Linked DNA regions of Mus musculus: region 1 is linked to region 2. Evidence: chromatin contacts called from public promoter capture Hi-C data. All regions are on one chromosome and are shown on one strand. Each heading gives the region's core, a stretch centred on a gene start, on an enhancer-like site or on the middle of the called end of the contact. The rest is flanking DNA. Distances are from core to core; before and after follow the strand shown. Region 1 overlaps Msrb1 (methionine sulfoxide reductase B1). Region 2 holds the start of Wdr24 (WD repeat domain 24).

Region 1 (4,321 bases), core at 1,170-3,669, 1.1 Mb before region 2:
ACAGCCTCCCCACACAGGCTCCACCCCTTGGGAAATGGGCAGGTGGTGGGAGCACCTCCTATGTGCAGCAGACAGGAGACTGACTGTGTTTGCGATTTCCCAGGTGTCCTGTGGCAAGTGTGGCAATGGGTTGGGCCACGAGTTCCTGAATGATGGCCCCAAGCGGGGACAATCAAGATTCTGAATATTTAGCAGCTCACTGAAGTTCGTCCCTAAAGGTGAGTACCTTTAGCAGCTGGGGACATCTTGTTGTAACCGAGGAAGGTGTGGCAGGGAGGCAGGCTGTGTATGCTTATCTGTCGGCCATGGCAAAGTAAATACACCTGGCGCTAGCACCCAAAAAGCCAGCTGAAGGGTAGCGCCAGGGGCAGATATCCAGGGTATCTCCTACAGGAACATCTCAGGGAGGGTGTGTGGGGTTTTCTCGGTGGCTGGAATCTTCGGTTGGATGCAGGGGTAGGCCACGGCTGAGGAGGATCTGGGCCGTGTGACCAAGGGCTTTCTTCTGACCCTGAGCAACTGCCATTCCTCTCTATAGTAGACATGGCAGCATAGTTTCTATCACATGGCTGCTGAGGACAATTGAAAGTGGGCCCTGGGGCTGGTGAGATGGCTCAGTGGGTAAGAGCACCCGACTGCTCTCCCGAAGGTCAGGAGTTCAAATCCCAGCAACCACATGGTGGCTCACAACCATCTGTAACGAGATCTGACTCCCTCTTCTGGAGTGTCTGAGGACAGCTACAGTGTACTTACATATAATAAATAAATTAATAAATCTTAAAAAAAAAAAGAAAAAAAAAAGAAAGTGGGCCCTGGGGCCTACCACATAGTAACGGTATAGTAAAACACCTTTATCGACCTTTTTAGTGGTAGTCAAGGGCTGTGGCCAGATGATCTGCAGAACGGAGCCTTCAAAAACCAGCTGCTGCCATTGCCTTCCTGTGGGGTGGATCCGTGCTCTGTGTCTGCTAGTGGAGGGAGAGACCGTGGGCTCCCTTTGTAGGACTCATGTGCACACAGCACGCAGAGCACTCTGAGCTGGGTCCCTGGGCCGCTCTGCTGGCCAGGAGCCTGAATCATGATTTTGTTGTTTTCTTTTAACACTTTTCAGAAAAATCCCTTTTTTCCCCTTTATTTTTGTTCAGTGTATATGGGTGTTTTGCCTGCATGTATTTCTTGTGTACCACCTGAGTGCAGTGCCTACAGAGCCAGGGGAGGGCACCAGTACTAGTGTTACAGATGGTTGTGAGATACTATGTGGGTGCAGGGGATGGAACTGGCCCCGTGGAAGAGCAGCCTAACTTTCCAGTCCCTTCCCAGAGTACATTTTAATTATTTTCGTAGTGTATTTGTGGGTACGTGTGCGATACGTGCCACATGTGGTGAGAGTCAGAGGACCATTCGTGGGACTCTGTTCTCTTCCTGCACTGCGTGGGTCCTGGAGATCAAATTCAGGTTGCTAGGCCTGGTTGCCATGTACCTTTTACTCACAGAGGCATCTCACAATTCCTGGTTTTAGTTTTTTAGGTTTTTGGTTTGTTCATTTGTTTTTCTTTTTTGGTTTTCCAAGACAGGGTTTCCCTGTGTAGCCCTGGCTGTCCTGGAACTCACTCTGTAGACCAGGCTGGCTTCGAACTCAGAGATCCTCTTGCCTCTGCCTCCCGAGTGAAAGGTCTTACTATTTAGCCCTGGCTGTCCTTGAACTCACAGAGCTTTACCTGCCTCTGCCTTTTAGTACTTTAAGTGCTTTAGTACTTTTGAGATTGGGTCTCTTCTGTAGCTCAGGGTGGCCTGGAACTTACCATACAGCACTCTCTGCTCCTCTCGAATCCCCAGCCTCAGCCTCGCTGGGCTTGCACATACGAGCCGTCATGCCCAACAGAAGCATGGCTTAACCATAATGTGTTTTCTCTTCCTTCTCTTTTCCAGGCAAAGAAGCTGCTGCCTCCCAGGGGCACTAGGTGAGCAGCTTTCTTTCCCAGATGGGCACACCCACTCTCTGGCAGCCCCACGTTAGTGTCAGAACCTCAGGCATTCGGTCTGGGGTGGGGGCGGGGGTGGGGAGGAGGCTCCCTATGCGCCCTTGTTTCTCAGGGGAACCACTTTAGAGGAAGCACTTTCTGGAAGGTTTCCACTGCTCTACCATATTGAGCTGGGGATGGGGCCGAGACATGGGCTGTTTGGAATCTGTAGGAGACTTGGTTCAGGTCATCTCTAAATGACCCTCAAACTGCCACCAATCTCCTTGGCTGTCCACACTGACCCCTGTGGCGCTCTGAGGATGTGCCTTGGCCCTCACTAAAGCTTGTGCCTGTCTGTTCTGGGCTCTGCAGGACATGGACTGCGAATGGCCTGCCCCCTGCCCCCTGCCCCCTGTCCCCTGCCAACCGCTCCAGCCTCAGTCACCGAATGATCTGCTCTGGTCAAATCCTTCTATGCCAGCCAGGGTGGTGATGACCCGTGACCTTTGAGGAGGGGAGTAGGCTGATACCGGGAACTCTTGGATCCTTGCCTTCTGGCAGAGAAAACAAAACTCCGTTTCATAATCTGCAAACTCATCTTGCCTCACTCTAGCTTGGGGAAGTGACAGTTGTTGCCCCATTAGCTGGCCAGCGTGGCAGGGACCCTCTTCTCACCACTTTGTCCAGCGTGTACCTCCCAAGAGAAAGCCACTGTACCTTATTGGTGTGTTTGGAAGCTCTTGACACCTGGGAGAGTGGCTGAAGCTGAGACCCACTCCCCCCCTTGATTGCTCTCTGGGATGATCAAGTAGAAGTCAATAAACATGCAGCCTGAGCCGTTTCCGTGTTTGTTGTCTCATGCTAGGATTGAACTAGGATTACAAGCGCCACTGTACTGGATTTGATTTTAACAGTGTTCAAACAGTGCCCAGCGTCTGCTAGAGCCCTAGGGAGATGTTAGTCTCCCCTCATCTGTCTCAGAGCCAGGAGGATTCCTCAGTCTCTGGGAAGAGGGTGCATGTCAGGTTTGACGGTCTTGAAGCTTGGAAGAGCCAGGCAGAGGCCAGGGCTGCAGGAGTTTGAAACAGTTACCTGGAGATGCTCTGGGCTCAAGGCCTTCTTGTGAATAAGACTGGCTGTTCCTTTGTCTGGCCCACTGTTGAGATGTCCCTCAGGAATGAAGGGAGGTGGGGCCTGCTCTGGTGATACTGCCTGCTGACCAGCCGGGGCTTGGTGTGGTAATAAATTAATATTAATTGGGGGTTACTACCCTAGCTTTGATCATTCAGTTCCCAGATAAAAGACACAAATCTTTACAGGTATAATAAGCCTTAATAGCACTAAAGCTGGATGGATATCAACCCTCTATGCTATTATGCTTTCTTCCCTGTCAATAACCCCAAATTACAATTTGCCTTGTTCTGCTTGGGCCACTCTCATTCCAACTGGGCAACCCTCATGACCATGTTTTTATGATTCACCTACTCCATGGTGTCGTCTCCTCTCTCTTCCTTCTCTCTTGCTCGTGGTCTCGGCCTCACACCCCATGCCCGGGAACAAAACCCAATCTACCTCTCTTCCGCCCAGCTATAGGCTGTAGTCATCTTCATTTCAACCAATAGTTTTAAATTAAGGAGCAAGGTCACAACATAGCCTCACTGGGGTAAGAGAGGATTCTCTCATCCCTGAGGCAACCAGACCGGGTGTGTGTGTGTGTGTGTGTGTGTGTGTGTGTGTGTGTGTGTGTGTGTGTGTGTGTGTATTTAGCATTACAATACATACATACAGATTGAACCTCAACAGGGGCTGCCGATCTGGATGGCCTCAGTGGTTGAGTCTCGATGGTGGGGAGGGGGATTCATGCTCTGGGATTTCTATGAGGAGGGAAAAGTATGTGGACCTTGGCTGCAGAACCTCTGGACCCCTCTTCAACCTCCAGCAAACTGACTACGTACACAGACGCTCCTCTCCTAAAGTCACTGTGAGTGTTAACAGTGAGACCTCCTTATTCTAAGCACATTGACGTTCATGCTCCCGTGATTGTCCTAACTGACTCCCTAATGGCAGCTATTGGACTCTTCCTTGCTATCCTGGCTGCCTTGAGGGAAAGGCCAGATGAGTAGCCAGCCAGACTACCCTTAACACCAGCACGGGCTGGCTTGAACATTCTGTGGATGTTGGAGCAAAGCTCACAGTGATGGAAGCAGATTGCTCCAGGCTCCAGAAGGCACAGTTTTAGCTGAGGCTGTTTGAAACAGTTAATACCAGATTCTTTTCTACCACAAACCTCTGAGTTCTAGATGATCCTATAACCGTCTCTATCCAGGCCAGAGAAGGAGCACTTTTTTGTTGGCCTAGCA
Region 2 (4,226 bases), core at 837-3,336:
ACTTGGGAGACAGAGGCAGGCGGATTTCTGAGTTCAAGGTCATCCTGGTCTACAGAGTGAGTTCCAGGACAGCCAGAACTACACAGAGAAACCCTGTCTCAGAAAAAAAAAGAAAAAGAAAAAGAAAAAGAAAAAAGAAAAAAAAAGAAAAAAGAAAAAAAAAGAAAAAGAAAACAAGGATCTAGGATCTTGCTATCCAAGAGCAGAAATGAGCCTTATCTTCTGCACGGGGTCACTAAGTGAGGGATTGTGATGTTCTAAAATAATCCAGTGATGCTGGATAGATGGCTCGGTAGTGCAAAGAATCTACTGTTCCTACAGAAGACCTGGGGTCAGTTTCCCAGCACTCACGTCAGATGCCTTTAAGCTGCCCAGTAACTCTAGCTTTAGGGATATGATGTTCTCTGGCCGCCTAGGGAACCTGAACACACATTGGTACAAATAAAAACTCACACAGGCACATTTTTGCATTTACATGTGCACACACTCAAATAAAGATTAAATAAATAAATAATCACAGACTGCTAGAAGATCAAGACTATTGTGTCCACCTCAAGAGAAAGGGCAAGTGCTGAAGGGAGGACTGCTAGCCAGCTTTGTCCTTCTCTGCAATGCCTTCTGTCTTGCTAAAAACCTTAGATTATATTCCTAGAGCTAGCCACCATGGTATGTTCCCTTATTTGGCCACTTCTACTCCTGAGGCTGGCGATGAAGGCCCAGCTATCAAAGTATTGAGGTCCAGCAATCAAAAGCCCCCATGGGTTCACTTAATTAACCTGTCTAATCAAAATTAAATACCTCATTCTAACATGGTGTTTCTCCCTCTTACACTTATAAAGTCATAAAGTGTCATTTGTCTATAGGCCATGTCTGTCTCCTTTCTATCCAGAGGCAGTTCTTTATCCCCTCTGGTCAAATATCCCTACTCCCTCTCCTCCCTGACCCTCTATCTGCTGTCTGTCCCTATTGCCTAGCCTTTGTCCCTTTGGGGCAAACAATCTTTCTTTATGCTGAGAACTTGGTCTTGAGGCTCCTCAGCCAACACTGATTTCTTACAATGGAGACTAAATCTACTAAGCCACTGATGACTGGTTGTCAGGCTCTGAAAGTACCAAAACAGGTGTAATCATACAAACCACAGTAGACAAAGGAGACATTAGACTGGGGTGGCAAGGATGGCCTAAGATGGTAGGCATTTGAGCTAAGTGCCTACCTATGTGTAAAGGAGACACCTTCTGCAGGGGTAGAAGCCATAGGTAGAAGCCATGGTTTTATAACACAGCTGATGAACTGTGAAAGAAGAAGGAAAATACTCAGAGGGAAGGAAGCTGGGATAGAAACAAGCTGAGAAAGGAGGAGCCAAGAAAGGTAGAGCTGCAGATGAGCCAGAAAGGTCAGGGTCAGGTCTCTGAGACCTATACACAGTGAAATAATGACCTAGAGTAGAAAAGGCACCAGGCTGCTAGTGCTTCCGTAGGGGAAGTGGCACTGTGGCAGAGTGGTGGAACTCAAGGTCTCCTTAGAAAATTTCTCCTCGCCGGGCAGTGGTGGTGCACGCCTTTAATCCCAGTACGGATTTCTGAGTTCGAGGCCAGCCTGGTCTACAGAGTGAATTCCAGTACAGCCAGGGATGTACAAAGAAACCCTGTCTCGAAAAACAAAAAACAAAACAAAACAACAAAAACAAACAAACAAAAAACAAAAAACCAAAAAAGAAAAAAAAAAGAAAAAGAAAAAAGAAAAGAAAAGAAAGAAAGAAAAAAAGAAAAAGAAAATTACTTCTCCAAGACCGGAGGAAAGGTTTAAGTACTGGTATTAAGATATTGAGATTAAAATAAACATAGCCTAGTTGGTAGAGAACTTGTCTCTCGGGCTCGATTTCCAGAACCATAAAACAAAACAAAACAAAACAAAACAAAACAGAAACCCTAACCAAACGATCAATAGCGGACATATATAACCAAGTTAAAACCAGGGAGCCCAATTCTGGTCCGTTTGCTCTGCAGAAGCGCTGTTCGCAGACACGGAACTCTTATGGTGTGAAAGACGAGTTGTCACTCACTTCCGGCGAAGTGAGAATAAGAAAGGACTACTTCCGGTAATGGGCGGGCAGTAGGTGAGTCTCTTCCGGTACTGTAGCTGAAGACCACTCTGTGCTTTCGGTAAATGACTGGCGTGCGACGGGGCAGAGGCTTTTCTAGCACCTGGTTCTGGTCCCTCAGTTGCCGCTGCACGGTGCAATTAGACACCTGCACTTATTGCTGTAGCCTCTCTTCTGCATTCCAAGGTGTATGAACTCAGTCCATACCCATCTAGCTTCTCTGCCCTTTCCACTCGGTTGTTTTTCCTCTTGGAAGCCCCGCAATCCTCGGAGGCATGGGGCTGTGAAGTCAGGAGCCACTCCCCGCCCCCAGGATCTCACTGATGGAGAATTAACCACATAGAATCGGGAGACGTCAGATATGGTGCTGACGAACCTCAGGTTAGCTCTGGAGCCTTCTGGAGAACTCCAATGAATGTGAACCTTCCTAAGATAACGACTGGCTGATGGACCATCTCAGGCCGAAGGTTCGAGAGGAGACTGAACCTGAATTGTTAGGACACCATGGCTGACCAGGTCAGCACACTTCACTGACCTCCTCCTGCCTCTGATACCTGTGCAGACATGGAAAAGATGTCCCGAGTTAGCACAGCCCTGAGCGGCAGTGCTCTGACGGGCCGAACCATGCACTGCCATCTGGACGCGCCAGCTAATGCCATCAGCGTGTGCCGCGACGCTGCCCAGGTTGTCGTGGCAGGCCGAAGCATCTTCAAGATTTATGCCATTGAGGAGGAGCAGTTCGTAGAGAAGCTGAATTTACGTGTGGGTAGGAAGCCCTCGCTCAACCTGAGCTGTGCTGATGTGGTCTGGCACCAGATGGATGAGAATCTGCTGGCCACAGCAGCCACCAATGGTGTGGTGGTTACATGGAACCTAGGTCGGCCATCCCGCAACAAGCAGGATCAGCTGTTCACAGAACACAAGCGCACAGTGAACAAAGTCTGTTTCCATCCCACCGAGGCCCATGTGCTGCTCAGTGGCTCTCAGGATGGCTTCATGAAGTGCTTTGACCTCCGAAGGAAGGACTCTGTCAGCACCTTCTCTGGTGAGGCCCACAGAGGAAGTTGGGGGTACATCTGGATCTCTGTAGGTGTTAGACCTGACAGGCAGGCTGAAATGTGTGTCCATCAGAGGCCCTCAGATGGACCCTCAGAGGCGGAACAGCCCAGAAAGAGTGGTGGAAATGGGAACGGTTGGCCCCCTGAGAAGGATAAGCCCAACACTGCTGTTGGGGTGGGGGGGGGGGCGAGGCAGGAGGTCAGACCAGTGGAAATTGAGACTGGGTGGTGGGTGTGGCTAATAGGGAAGGCGGAGCCTTCAGACACACCGTAGTGAGTGGCGGAGCCTTGTGTCTTCAGGACTCAGACCGGGACTCAGAGTGAGGTGGGGAGTACACAGCGCCCCTTTCATGGCAGGCCAAGCTGTCTGCATTCAGCCCTCATTCCCCTCTCTCAGATCTTTAATGAGACCAAATGATGCGCAGGCAGAGCCTTGGGGCCTGGAGAATTTGGGGGTTACAACAGACCTTGAGCTGTCTGTGGCAGGGAAAAGCACTGGACACTGTACCCGCAGGCTCCTTGTTTGGCGATCTTTTAAGGTGGGTATGGTCTCTGAGCTCTTCGGTCCTTCGAGGCTAACTAGGCAGCTGGCAGGGCATTGAGCAGAGCACGAGGAGCCTCCTCTTCCATTCGTTGGGTCTTCCACAAGCCTTGGCCTGGGACATATAGACAGCCAACGAGGGTGAGCTCCTGTGCCTCCAGTGCTCACACATAGCCTTCTGAGGCAGGTCTGCAGCTTTGCCTGTGCAGAATCTAGGGAACTGAGGCTGGGAGTCTGCACTGAAACTACCTGGCATACTCTGGCCTAGGCAGATTTTGGTGGTGTTTCTCCAGTCCTGTGTTTCTGGGCTGGGCTATAGGCTGGTGAATAACATGGTTGGAGCCACTCCAAGGGCTCCCCCACGCCCTGGGGGCCAGCCCCTCACTTATGTCTGTACCACTGTGTGCCCACAGGCCAGTCTGAGAGCGTGCGGGATGTGCAGTTCAGTATCCGTGACTACTTTACCTTTGCTTCCACCTTTGAGAATGGCAACGTACAGCTCTGGGACATCCGCCGACCCGACCGC

What was found. Promoter capture Hi-C pulls out the DNA fragments that hold promoters and counts their contacts.
Region 1: a promoter capture Hi-C map of liver shows a contact between it and region 2, with 3 times the contacts expected there. The contact joins the enhancer-like site here to the promoter of Wdr24 in region 2. A contact is called at or near these places in 5 of 39 promoter capture datasets (the HPC-7 cell line, cranial neural crest, liver and 2 more), 2 of 484 Hi-C or Micro-C datasets (B cells and embryonic stem cells) and 4 of 115 datasets of contacts at active chromatin or transcription factors (embryonic stem cells, kidney, microglia and 1 more).

The regions. Positions count from the first base shown.
Region 1 is chr17:24,739,977-24,744,297 of GRCm38.p6, forward strand. It overlaps Msrb1 (methionine sulfoxide reductase B1), which reads left to right. Exons shown (of 5, transcript NM_013759.3): 3 at 104-218; 4 at 1,930-1,961; 5 at 2,334-2,802. The coding sequence ends at 1,961. Among named protein-coding and RNA genes, the nearest start is that of Msrb1, 5.5 kb to the left of the region's middle. Within about 2 kb of position 2,420, at least 36 of the 459 cell types and tissues checked have an H3K27ac peak or open chromatin away from gene starts, as enhancers often do. A contact at or near this core is called in liver, where this site is marked.
Region 2 is chr17:25,821,541-25,825,766 of GRCm38.p6, forward strand. It overlaps Wdr24 (WD repeat domain 24), which reads left to right and starts at 2,087. Exons shown (of 9, transcript NM_173741.3): 1 at 2,087-3,146; 2 at 4,114-4,226. The coding sequence starts at 2,666.